Linked DNA regions of Mus musculus: region 2 is linked to region 1. Evidence: chromatin contacts called from public HiChIP or PLAC-seq data. All regions are on one chromosome and are shown on one strand. Each heading gives the region's core, a stretch centred on a gene start, on an enhancer-like site or on the middle of the called end of the contact. The rest is flanking DNA. Distances are from core to core; before and after follow the strand shown. Region 1 holds the start of Med4 (mediator complex subunit 4). Region 2 holds the start of Gm35450 (a long non-coding RNA gene).

Region 1 (6,839 bases), core at 3,888-6,387:
ATCCCTGAAATTTATCAGTCGTCTTTCTGAAGCACCACTTAATCTCATTTATATCACATTAAATATCACTTATAGTTAATGAGAGAAATGTATTCACAACTCAGCCTCCTGTTGATAAATAGCTGTTAGAAAGCCATGGCCGTGCAGGGAGGGAATGCCGGGGTGAAGGGTTCCGTGGGGATTAGGACGGGAGGAGAGAAGATGAGGGCTACAAGCAGAAAGTCCTCTTGGAACTACAACACACCAGCCCTGCCTAGAGAGACAACAACAACAACACTGGATGTGCACTGTGCTACTGTAAAACAAAGGCAAATTTTCCTTTTTCTACTTTCTGTATTTTCTGGTAAGTAAATATTTCTTTCACTAGGAAAAAAAAAATTTTTTAAAGCATTTACTTAAAAATCCAAACAAAAACCCCAAAGTATTCACCTGTGATGGTTCCTTCTTATGGGCAAAACACATGCACATAAAACCGTTTATTTTACAAACAGAAATGTTTTAAATAATAGAAAACAAAGGAACACCTAATACAGAGCCTTGATTGATAACTTACCAACTTAAGATGGAAGAGCAGATAGATTAATGAAATTTTAAATATTCTGTGAAACTAGTACATGTTTATTGACCCAAAATATTTCACAAACTAGACAGTTTGATTACTTATATCAAACCTTAATTAGGTCAAAAGTACAATTCCCTTCCAATTTCTATAAAGCATTTAAATAAAATATATAGCACAAAAATAATATAGGCTATCTGAAAATAAATGGGAGGGTGGTCACTGAACCATGGGTAGGATGAGGCAGGAGGATAGCCACCAAGTTTGAGTTTGCAATTGGCATAAAGTCCTATCTAGCCAACTAAAAGGGGTGGGGGGCTAGGAAGGTAGTTCACTGGTTAAGAGCACAGACTGATCTTCCAGAGGACCCAGCAACTACATGTGGCTCACAAAACTGTCTGTAACTCCAGTTCCAGGGGATCTGATGTCCTCTTCTGGCCTCTATAGGCACCAGGCACACATATGATATGATATACATGCGTACATTCAAGCAAAACTCTGATGCACATAAAGTAAAATAAAAACAACCTTAAAAATGGCAGCTCCCCCCCCCCCCACACCCTGCGCTCGAGCACACACACAAACTAAGATAACAGACCCCTCAGAAGAGAATGAAGCAGCTCCCTCTCTCAGGACCATCCATCAACTCACCAGGATCTGCTCGGCCTCTTTCAGCTGTTTCTGCAGCTGCTGAATATCACTGTCTCTCTTCTCTACTTCTTTCTCTAAAGCCTGCATTTCGTGGTGAACTTTTCCCTGATTAAGTGCTAATTTCATTAGTTCTTGGAAGTCCCCATCTCGGTGAATTAGCAACTCCAAGACCTGTAGAGTAACAGTTGATTCCATCAGACAACAGGATTATCAAGGCTACCACCAGGAGATAATCTATAATTGAATTGGCTAGGTTTATACATTTTAACACCTTGAAATATTCTTAATCAGCATGCCATTTGTGGTTATTTTGGGAAACAGTCTTAATACCAAGAAGTGCCATTCATTCTGCTCCTCTTCCATAAAGAACAAATCTTTCAGCAGTAGTACCATGCCAAATTTCAGATTTGTTCACCTTCCAAGGATAAAATTTTTAAATTTATCCTTAACATACAATGGAACTAAAAAACAAACAATCAAACAAAAAAACCTCCTCTAAAATCTAATGCTTTCAGGCGGCAAGTTTAACAGGCAGTAAGAGACTTAAAAACTTTGAAATGTAATTGCACTGATATATTAGAAGCTATATGACACCCAGTACTGCTTAGAATGCAGGTAGTCTGAAGAATGAGGTGGTTAAAAACACAGTACAATTGAATAGATGGTATACAGATATGGCAAAAGGCCACAAAGGTTAATACCCAACAGGAGCCTGGGGTTCAGTTTGCAGCCCTTCATTTGCTAGTAGTACGACATAGGAAAAATCACTGCCTTGCATGAGCCCATTTTTCTCCTCTAGCGAGAAAGATTCACTAATAACAGCATTTATTAAATAGTGTTAGTACAGGCCAGGCTGTTCTCAAGACTCGTGACATAATGCATGTTATAACACAAGAGCTCAGCAGGCCAGGCATGGTGACACCTGTAACCCCAGCACTGAGGTAAACGCAGGAGAATCACTGAGTTCAGGGCAAGCCTAGGCTACATAAAAACTCATCTTAAAAAAAAAGACAAGGAGCTGGATAGTGGTGGTGGAGTACAACACACACCCCTTAATTTAAATCCACTATTTTTCATAGGTTTTAATAATTATCATTACTGTTAACATAAAGATAGTGAAATCTTAAAGATAAGGAGGCAGGATGGCGGTTCCCAAAGGGTGCAGGTGTGAGATATGACACTGGAAAAATACACTTGGATCTGGGCCTGGGTGGCAGCTCCCTGTTATCTGCACCATCAGGGAGCTCTCAGCACTACTCCCAATAGGCCACCCAGTGCCACCATTGGCAGCAGCCAGCTCGCCTGCACACACTCCTCCAGAGCCAGCTCCACTGTGCTGCCCAGTCAAGGGACTGGGCCAGCTCTCCTGCTCTCACACCCTAAGGGCTGGCTCACCCATACCTTCACCATCAGCTCTAGCTCAGGTGGTGCAGACCCACCCTCCTGAGTGCTACAGCTAGGGAGTGGGCAAGGCTAAGTCTCCTATATTCATGCCTTGGGGCCGACTCTCCAGACTACCACAGATGACAGGGGAAGAGGGGGAGGGCATCACCCCTGCACCCACACCACCTCATAACAGACAAGTGGCAGGGCCCACTCTCCAAAGTGCTGCAGGCAGCAAGGGGCAGGGCCAGCTCTCTCAACTACTGTAGGTGGTAAGGGGCATTCCCCCCCACACCCAGGAAACCTCACAGTAGATGAATGGCTGGGCCAGCTCGGGGCTGGGTCACCTATGCTCCCCCACCCAGGGACAGCTCTACTGTGCCGTCCTGGTGAGGTGCGGCGTCAATTCTCCTAAGCGCTGTAGCCATCAGGAAGCAGGGCAGCTCACCCACTCTTATGACCCTGTGGTGACCAGAGTATGTTTTAGAGTATCCAAGGCTACATACAAAGAGAAACCTTGTCTTGAACACTACCCCTCCACACACACACACACACACACACACACTCCAAAAAGAGAAAGGAAGAAAGCACAGGGAAGGAAAGGAAAGAGAATGGATGAACAGTATACATAGCGTGTAAGAGTGAGAGGATCTTTGATTTCCATTCAAGTTTCACGGGGATAAAGCAGCAACATACAGGTGTTTATAATAACAACTTCCTCCCAGCATTCTATCTTTGTCTCCATTTTGTAAGGTTGTGTTGATTAACTCAAAAGTAAGGAATAAAATTTGTATCCAGACCAGGAAGAACGTCAACTCACAGCGATGTGTCTCCCTGGGACACTCCGGTGCTGGGATTTAAGGTGTGAGCCACTATGTATGGCTGGGAACTTTCATAGGCACTGTGTTACATAAGTGCTATAAAGAAAAGTATCAATGTGCCGGGCACACTGACACGGACCTTTATTAATCCCAGAACTCGGAGGCAGAGGCAGGCCAAGGGCTGTGGGTTTGAGACCAGCCTGGTCTACGGAATTACAGAACAGGCAGTGAGACAATCTCAGAAAAACCCAAAAATAAAATAATGCTTTTTTTTTTTTTTTTTTAAGTATCAACTTAAAAGACTTCAAGAAGCATCCCTACTCTCACACAAAATAAATATGAACTTTCAAACATTAACTTATCTCTCTTATTTTTTTTTCAAGAAAGGGTTTATCTGTGCTGGCTGCCCTAGAACTCCCTCTGTAGACCTGGAAGTCAGAGATCCACCTGCCACTCCCCCACAAGTGGTGGGATTGAAGGTGCGAGCCACCACTGCCCGGCATTAATAACTTTTTAATAAAAAACAAACAAACAACAACAAAAAGTTTACCTGGTTTTCCTCTTCCAGCTGTAATAGCTTCTGATTTCTTGAAATTGCAAGCATTTCTATGAGTTCCCTAAAAGAAAAACACCCATCACGGTATGGTGATACTTGCCTGTAAACTCAGTGTTTGGGAGGACTCAGACCAGCCTCAGATATCTAGTGAAACCTTTTCATAACACAGTAGAAACACAAAAGAAACTGTTTAAATTGCTCCCTGCCCCAACCGATTGTTGGGTTTATGGTCCTCCTAACATGCTGGACTCTCATGGTGACTACAAACACTTCAGCATTCGCTGGCTAACTGCACGTGATAAAGACTCAGCTGTGATTTACAAGAAAACCTCCTGACTCAACTATGTAGGTCTGTAGGCCAATAGTGCTGCCATTTGTGTAAATTATGTTTTCTTGTAAGACGGTGGCCATGGCTGCCTTCCCTTGATAAGACTTCAACTGATAGATTTAAGACTATCACGACGATGTGGAGTGTGACATCCAATTTACTCTATCTCGGCCACACACCAGCCAACCCCACTGTGCCCTGCCTGATGTTTCCAGGCTTTTTCAGATGATGGGCTATCTATCAGACGCCTAACAAATCTGATTTGACTAGCAGCCCATTTCTTGGGGACGTGTGCCCTGCTACCACCAGAATAGGAATCCCATCGGTGGACTGCAGGAGGCTGCGGCTCAACCCTTAGAAATCTGGTCCATAGCGTTTTAACACATTTGTCTCTCCTGTCACCCTGGGCTCCTTCGTGTTGGCATCTAGCCTCCCCTTGACTACTGGGGGGAAGCGTGCTTTTAAATGTCTGTTGCGTGTCAATGACTGAGGGGGCTCGGATCTGCCCCTCTTACCGGCTACTAAAGTTTTGACTGCCTTGGTTTCCAGGTCATGTGACTGAGATGTCCCCTTGGCGGGGAAATGCGGCCCAAAGCCCCCGAAGGCCCTAGACCCCACGTCCAACGGAGCCTCCCAAGCCCGCCTACCCAAGTCAGCGCCCACAGCCGAGCCGGCCGGAGCAGGCTCCCGGGCCGCGGTTACCTCGACAAGACCTCCAGATCTTCCAGCGCAGACAGAAGCCGCTCTCGCGTACTGCCAAGGCCGGCCATTCCCGAAACGCCTCCCATCCGCTCCTTTTCCTTCTCACCACTTGAAGAAGCCGCCATCGCCCCGCTGACCACCAGCCGTCGCATGCGCAGTGTGAGCTAGCCACAGGAGGGGCGGAACCGGAAGAAGGAAAGAAGAGTAATAGAGGTCGGGACGGAGAGGTCCGGCTAGAGCGCCGCCTATGTGCCTGGAGGTGCACTACAGTTCTAGCGCCATCTACAGGGCAAAGGAGGGCTTGTGACTCGTTCCAATCTGACATGCTCCAACCGGACCCAGGATGAGAGATGCAGTTCCCAGTCTCCTGGGTTTTATTTCCTCAGCATCAGTGGAAGGCTTCTAACAAAAGATTTTTTTTTTAAACTGGGGAAATTACATAATTATTAACTTCTATTTTGTCTGTATTCCGATAAAATCCCAGCCATCAAGTTTGGTCTCTCGTGAAGTTGTAGTAAACTTAGAGCAGGAAGTAAAATCTTTTCTTCCCTCCCCATTCCGTTGTTTGGTAGCAAAATACATATAATTGGCCTATAGACCAGGCTGGTCTCGAACTCAAGAGATCTGCCTGCATCTCGAGTCCTGGGGTTAAAGGGGTGTACCACCATGCCCCGCTACTAAAATTCAGTATCTTAACCATTGTATGTGTAGGGTTCACTGCCACTAAATTGCTGTTAAGCAAGGCAGTTGTGAGGCATGCCTTTAATCCCAACACTCAAGGAAGCAGAGGCAGGCAGATCTCCTGAGTTAGAGACTAGCCTGGTCACAGAGTGACTTCCAGGACAGCCAGGGTTACACAGAGAAACCTCGTCTCAAAACAAAACAAACAAACAAAAAATTGCGGCTAAATAACATCCCCAAAACTCTTCAACTTGTAAAATGTAAAAAAGGTGTGCTCATGAAGGTCTGACTTCCCGTTCCTGAAAACCACACTGTACTTTCTGTTTGTCTGGCTATTCTATGCATTTTGAATGAGTAGAATCACATGTTCTAGTTTGGGGCTTGGGGGTTTGCTTGTTATTATTTTTTGGTTTTGGGGGATTTGGGCTTTGTTTGGTTGGCTTGCTTTCTTTCTTTCTTTCTTTCTTTCTTTCTTTCTTTCTTTCCTTCTTTTCAGACCGAATCTTGTTGTGTAAACTAGTCCTAAACTAAGAAGGAACTCACTTTCTCATTACAGCCTACTGAATGCTGAGCCCCTATAGCAGGCTGATTCATTTAGCATAATGCTATCATGGTTCATGTACATTGGAATAGGTGCCAGAATACCCCTCCCTTGAAGTCTGAATAATACTTCCTGTATGTGCTAACCGTACCCCCTATCAGATGGCATTTAGCTGGGTTACCTTCTTGGTTTTCGGAACTCATCTTTAGGCCTGTATATCTTCCAACAAACTGCTCTGCTCTTTATTCAAGGTGACTGTTGAAATGAATGAATCAATAGTGTAAACTGTCATTCAAGAAAATAGTGTAGGGCTAGAGAGATGGCTCAGAGGTTAAGAGCACTAACTGCTCTTCCAAAGGTCCTGAGTTCAAATCCCAGCAACCACATGGTGGTTCACAACCATCCATAATGAGATCTGATGCCCTCTTCTGGTGTGTCTGAAAACAGCTACAGTGTACTCACATATAATAAATAAACAAATCTCTAAAAAAAAAAGAAAGAAAGAAAGAAAGAAAGAAAAGAAAAGAAAAAAAGAAGAGAAAAGAAAAGAAGAGAAGAGAAAAGAAAAGAAAAGAAAAGAAAAGAAAAGAAAAGAAAAGAAAAGAAAAGAAAAGAAA
Region 2 (6,937 bases), core at 3,791-6,290, 39 kb after region 1:
CTCAAGAAGGCAAGTGGTCAGCACCCACAGGAACTCTGACTTCCAGGGAACGTTCCACCCAGGGCTCCGGAGAGCACAGCCTGAGCATCTGTTTTGAACATGTTCCACGCAGCTGATCAGCTTGAGACCTGTGGAGCAGCACTGACGGGGAGACTGGAGAGCCTGGCTATGGATGCAAACTGAATATTAAAACAGAAGGGAACCACACTAGGAACATCAAACAAATCTCACATCAGGACTGGGGAGATGGCTCCATGGATAGAGGTGCTTCGTGCCAAATCTGACAAGCTGAATTTGAGCCCCTGGACCTGCACGGTAGAAGGAGAGACACCCCTCCCACACACCTGCTTGCACAAGCACACATACGCGCACACACACATTCTTGCATGCACACATGAACAGACACACACTAACTAAATAAAATGGGATTTTTAAAAAAGTGAAACAAAAATCTTTTGAAAAACAAAATGGACCTGAAACAAACACAGCCATAAGCAAAATTCATCACTCACAAAGGGCATGCAGAAACCAGGTGTGGTTCTGGATACCGTGTCACGATAAGCATCTTTTCCTATAATGAAACAATATGATAAATTTCAGAATTCAAATTTGCATAATGCATTACACAAGAACCCAGGATAAAAGAGGTCTTCAGCAGGAGCCGGCCTACTAGTGCTGTGCCTCTCTGTGTCATTCAAGGGTAAGACTGAGTCAGCTTCTTTACATGTAGATATCTGTGTACAAACGTAGGCACGTGTAGCTGAGTCCAAGTGCAAAGAAATGTAGGAGACTCGGTGCAGATATAGATTTTTACCACCAGAGGGTGTTCTCCCTTCTCCAGAATTGCAGGCAAGTTTGTGTAACCAAGACTAGTCTCGAATCAGCCCCAGTTTTAAAAACAAACAAACAAACAAACAAAAAACCCAGGCCAGACCTCAGCAAGACAGGTTCTCGTTATTTCCACAATTTTCTTCTTGCCCTTCTATTTCAAAGTGTTTTCTTTCAGTTGAAGCACACTGGCAGCAAGCCAGCCTACACAAACTGTGGGAAACAGATCCCACCTCCCACCCCCGCCCTGCTGATTAAATCAAGAGGATGAATTTTGAAGAAGTTGGTCTGGGTAGCTAGCTAGCTAGCTAGCTAGTTAGCTATGAGACCATTGAAGAAGTTGGTCCAGGTAGCCTGCTATTTCTGACCGTCTCCAGGGGAACAGGGGTTTCAGGCAACTGAGAACTTAGCAGACCAGAGAGGAAAAAAAAAAAAGAAGGGATCCCAGGGCCAGGGAAGCTGTCTGCTTGAATTCTGATGGAAACTGATTTACAGCTGAAAAGTGTTGATGCCTCTTGAGAAACCAGAAAAGTCTAGAAGTTACCAGCAAGATTCTGACAGCTTCCAGAGTCAGCTGGGGAGACTGTCTCAGTCCATTAATATACCAAGTTTAGAAAGCCAGGCCCTGGAAAGGTGCCCAGGGGAGATGCCCCAGGGAGCTGGCTTGAGTTGGCCAAATGCTTTCTTTTGAAAAAAGGAGACTTTGTTCTATTGAGAAATTTGGGATATTAGGTCACTTGCCCAACAAATGCAGACTTCAAGTCAATGAGGAGTTTCTCTCTCTCTCTCTCTCTCTCTCTCTCTCTCTCTCTCTCTTAATGTATTTGTTTATATTTGTTTATTTATTGGCAGTACTGCAGAGTAAACCAGGGGTTCTGTGTAAACCAGGCAAACACTTTACCCCAAGCTACATCTTTTTAATTTCCTTTTTAGCTTTGGGACTGTCTGGTTAAGTCACACAGTACTCTGCAGTTCCTGCCTCTGTCTCCCGAGTCTCTGGTATTACAGGCCAACAGCAGCACAGCCCTGACATCTGAACTGTGTGTGTGCTGTGCACGTACACACACTCATGTAAGTGAATGTAGATAAGAGAGTGTCATGACACACACACTGGAGGTCAGAAGACAACTTCCTGGGTCAGTGTGTCTTCACCTTTCACCTTGTTTGAAACAGGAACTCTCCAGCTTCGAGGGAGTCCTCTGTCTCCACCTCCCATTTTCCTGTGGGAACACCAGGATTTCAACTGCTCCTACTACCTGTCTGGACTTTAATATGAGTGCTGGGGATTTGAACTTGGGTCCCCAGACTTGCATAGTGAACATTTCTACACATTGAGCCATCTCCTAAGGCCCAGAAATTTTTTATTTTGTTTGTTATTGTTGTTTTAAATTCACTTATATTCCATTTCATTTATTCATTTTTAATTTTATGAGCATGGGTATTTTGCTTACATATGTTTGTGCACTGTATGTATTTGGGTTTCCTGGAATTGGTGTTGTAGATAGCTGTGTGACACGCTGTGGGTTCTTGGGCCCTCTAAAAGAAAAGCTGTTAGGAACACTAGCTAGTGTCATTCCAGCCCTCAGGAGGCTAAGGAGGAAGAACTTTAGGTTGGAGGCTAGCCTGGGCTACTTAGTGAGATCCTGTCTCAAAAAAATGCAACAACCTAATTTAAACAAAACAACAACAATAAAAAAACCACTAATAGCAATAATTTCAACAAGAGCTAACAAATTGTTGTCCTTCTAAGCTTGCTTTTCTGGATTTGCTCACAACTTTGCCAGATGATGTTAAAATTCATTACAAATGTCCAACATAGCTCTCCTCTGTGTTTTTTACCACAAGCTCCTGGGTCAGTGTGTGCTCTTCACGTCAAGAACGCCACAGACTTTTGAATTATTCTGTTAACATCTGTTGTGATTGTCTAGAGAAAGCCACTTTATTGCTGCATGAAATCCAACAGAGCATTAAAGAAACAACAGCAACAAACCTCTGGGTCACCACCTCCCAGCAGCTGGGCATGAAGTCCCAGGTTCCATAGAAGTCACTTTGCCTTGTCCCTATTCACCTCCTTGCAGACATCCACGCCCTCCTGCCGACCCAGAGACTTTTCATTTTTAAGTGACTTTAATTAGCAGGTCTTTTTCTTATTAACATCTTCAAAGTGCTCTGAGCTCCTCCCCAGATGAAAGGACCTGTGCAGGGACAAATTATTATTATGGTTACAAAATATGCACACTGAATGTAGAAAAAGTGAGAAGGGTTTCATTGCGTGGCCGGCAGTTCTTGGGTTGCTTTGATCTGCCAGCGTAGACGTCAATTATTCCATCCCCTTACTCTCCAAACGCAGGCATCAAAGCGCTCTTGGAGATACACCTTGTAAATCTAGCTGTTTATTCTGAAATGGTTCCCCTAAATTAACTCTGCTTCCCTTTCCTTTGTTGGAGCTGCTGATTCAGCAACTCCAGTCCCCCGCTGGGGATGAGGTCTCTACCACTGTGGACTTGGAAAGGTGCCATGCCGTAGAAATAAATTATCTCTGGTAACCTGGGAAATGTGTACACATATACATATACATAGTGTGTGCATGTGTACGTGTGTGTGTTTGTGTGTGTGTTTGTGTGTATTTGTATGTATTTGTGTGTTTGTGTGTGTTTGTGTGTGTTTGTGTTTGTGTGTGTTTGTATGTATTTGTGTGTATGTTTGTGTGTGTGTTTATGTTTGTGTGTTTGTATGTATTTGTGTGTGTGTGTTTGTGTTTGTGTGTGTTTGTATGTATTTGTGTGTGTGTGTTTGTGTGTGTGTTTGTATGTATTTGTGTGTGCTTGTGTGTGTGTGTGTGTGTGTGTGTGTGTGTGTGTGTGTGTGTGTGTGCAAGTGCCATTTCTATCACATGCATTCCTGTCATTGCACTTGGGCCTCCAGGCTTTGCTGCCAGCATCTGTATGTGCAGAACCATCTCAGCAGCTCCACATGATATTCTTCAGTCTCCTGCGAGATGATTGCTACTGAGGCTCAGAAAAGTCAGGCGACCAGGCCACAGTCACACAGCCTGAGTGCGAACCATGATGGGCTCTGTCTAGCACTAATCCCAACCTTTACTCTGATAATCTTGCTGCCAGTGGGCAGTGGCTATCCTCCTGTTCATAGACTTACAATGATAACCAACCCCTCTTGCTTTTAACACACATTAAAAAAAATAATCAAAACTAAATAGTAACCATGTGAGTTAAATACAATTAAGAGAGAGGGCTCAGAAGCCTTTTTACTTATGGAGGTGATGATGAGATAAACAAGGGTAACTTGTCATTAAGTTCAGGGTTCTCTGGGCCTGAGCCGATACCTTATCTTTAAAATATGGGGTTGAGCCTGAAGACCTCAAAGGTACCTTTTGGGTCTCATACCGGTTCTTTAGTTCCTGATCTTGCTTCAGAGACATCATTTATCCTTGGTAGCAAATTAGTTGTAGGTCCTAAATCTGCTCAAAGAGCTCTGCTAAATAGCAAAGAAAGAGCAATGACCCACATCACTGACACTGGCAAATGGTGAACTTTCGTTAATGATGGATATTGAGGAAATATTAGTTCAAGTCAAAGTATCACACAAAGTATTACATAACAACTATTACAGGATCATTGTGAATAGGGTTTTGGGAATATCTTTATATAAATATTGGATGTACAGTACAGTATTTTGATACACAGTTAATGAAAAGAGTCCCAAGCAAATGAACATAGCATTTCAGTTACCCGCTTATTGATAGGCAGAGTCTCTGAAGTCTACTTTTAGCAAAAATCCCCTGTATGGCCTGATAGTAAGTCCAACCCCTGCAGTGTCATTGAGTCATTTAGACCCAGGCTTGCTCATTCTCTTACCTTCCACTTTGTATCTTCCCTTACCAGCCCCTACTTGGTATAGTCTCTTAACCCTAGAGCTACTGACAGGTTGCATTGAAATTCAGGGCAACTTCTCTGGGTGAGGTTTGGTTTGGACATGTCTGGAATGTGAGCAGAGAAGTCCTTGAACACCAGGGCCTAGTGGGTGTTTCCAGCCCCGAAGAACACTTGATCTTTTCTTGGACAATAAGCACCTGTGCTATAAAGGAAGTCTGCTCATGCTCACAAGAGCGAGTTCCTGCCCAGAAGGTGTGTGGCCCCAGCTGTGGAGGCAGAGCATCTCTCGGCAGTGCTGTAAATACGAAGGCAGCTGGGAGACGCAGGCATTTTATTCTGGGCTGTACTGAGCACACGGTTTATTTTCTACTTCTGCTTCTAAGAGTGGACTCGTCTTTATTTGGAACTAGTTCGTTTTCAGGCTTGTATTTTTCCGCACAGAGATGTTTCATGGCTCAGCACACAATAGGTATCCAGTAAATATCAGCTGATTGAAGAAACCAAATTAAGTTTTAAATTAACGTTTTAGGTTTGCATACAAGGTAATGGGTTTCATCGTGGTGTCCTTGTCTGTATATGTCTTATACTCTAATTAGATGTTCATTTTATCTTAAAGGAACACCTTAAGAGCAAATGCTTTTCTTTGAATAATTCCATTTTCCTCAAGCCCTAAAAAACCTTCAAATAAACCATCACTGTTTAAAAGTTATCCAACCATATGGATCAAAGATTCAGAGGTAAAATATGAAATCTTTAGTATAATGATATCAAATACTAGTTCATTAGAAAATATAGAAGAATTTATTTACAGCCTTGAAGTAGGGAAAACCTTTTTTTCTACAAAATTTCTAGAAGAAATATAATATTTCATATATATATATATGTATCATATATATATATATATATATATATATATATATATATATATATATAGAGAGAGAGAGAGAGAGAGATACAGTACAGATACAGATAGATACAGATATAGATAAAGATAAAATACAGATATCCCTGAAGTGAGGCAGGGGCTGGACACTTTAGGGACAAATGATTACATTTCTAACAGAGAAAGCTGCTACCCCTTTTAAATATTGTTAATGAGTCTACCAAGTCTTTCCTTTTTTTTTTGTTTTATGTAAAATTCTTTGGAAAACTTGAAAGGAATAAGCCAAGGTCATTGAGTCTCCCTGACACATTCTTTCAGTCTGCCTAGAGCAAACTTTGCTCAGTATGATGTTAAATCCTCTACTGCAAAGCCTTTGAGTCTGCCATCTGTCCATTTTGAAATGTGCCATATGCCTTGAATTGAGCATGCTCAGAAACACCCTCCCACGCACGCCTTATGCTTTCCTTTGAGAATACGTACCCACTCCCCAGCTAGTCCCAAAGCTTTCATTAAGGAGGGCACTGCTTTGCAATCCCTCCCAGCGGTCTTCTTCCCAGCGGCAAGTAACACAACTTACCTTCTCTCATTTCCCGAGAGCCCATCAGGTTCAACTGCAAAAGAGACGAAAGGAGACTTGCAAGGCTTATTGAGATAACAAGACTAATCTACCAATATATGAAGTCTGCCTAGCAATCAATAAGAAAAGGACAGTTCGTACTCCGAAAAGAGCAAACAAAACAAACAAAGTTCACAGAAAAAGAGATAGATCCCCTGGGAACTTGGGAGTGGTGATGACCACCTTTGCCTGGCTGCTCTGCTTTATTCAAATCTGCACCATGAAAGTATACTGTGTCGTCAAGACCTTGGGAAGAGAAGACAGTATCATGGATGGGATACCCTCTTTTGGAATCCACTTAGAAACATCTATCAACACAGACAGCAGAAAGGAAGTGAGATTTAGCTTAAGACCCCGAAGCATAAGATTTGAGGCCCCATCTGTACAAATCATTTTCAAGGCTCTGGAAGACATCCCAACCGTTTTTCAATATGTATTTTTTTAATCTTGCAAAATAAATCATTTCAACCATATCTGGCTGACAACACTACCTGTTAAGATTTGGTCTGCTGACAAGTGGGGTTTTTGTTGTTGTTGTTCTTGTTTGTTTTTGTTTTTCTTTTTTTTTTTTCAATTTCTGATGTGTGTTTGTAATGCTAAATACTGTGCCTGAAGGTCTAGGCCTATGAGTGAATTCTCACGTTTACCAGCTTTTGGTGTGTAAAGCTTGTTCCTTCATTTAAAACTGTTGGTTACATAAAAATGTCTACAGCCAAT

What was found. HiChIP or PLAC-seq counts read pairs in DNA pulled down with a chosen protein or histone mark.
Region 2: an H3K4me3 HiChIP or PLAC-seq map of the SCID.adh cell line shows a contact between it and region 1, with 10 read pairs. The contact joins the enhancer-like site here to the promoter of Med4 in region 1. A contact is called at or near these places in 13 of 484 Hi-C or Micro-C datasets (the G1E-ER4 cell line, the N1E-115 cell line, Sertoli cells and 10 more), 9 of 115 datasets of contacts at active chromatin or transcription factors (the 230-238 cell line, the SCID.adh cell line, effector CD8 T cells and 5 more) and 2 of 9 other capture datasets (adipose tissue and liver).

Annotation. Positions count from the first base shown.
Region 1 is chr14:73,508,347-73,515,185 of GRCm38.p6, reverse strand. Med4 (mediator complex subunit 4) reads right to left here and starts at 5,137. Exons shown (of 7, transcript NM_026119.3): 1 at 5,001-5,137; 2 at 3,965-4,031; 3 at 1,211-1,381. The coding sequence starts at 5,125.
Region 2 is chr14:73,468,799-73,475,735 of GRCm38.p6, reverse strand. It overlaps Gm35450 (a long non-coding RNA gene), which reads right to left and starts at 1,398. Exons shown (of 3, transcript XR_383586.3): 1 at 1,373-1,398; 2 at 513-571; 3 at 1-166. Within about 2 kb of position 5,040, at least 26 of the 459 cell types and tissues checked have an H3K27ac peak or open chromatin away from gene starts, as enhancers often do. A contact at or near this core is called in the SCID.adh cell line, where this site is marked.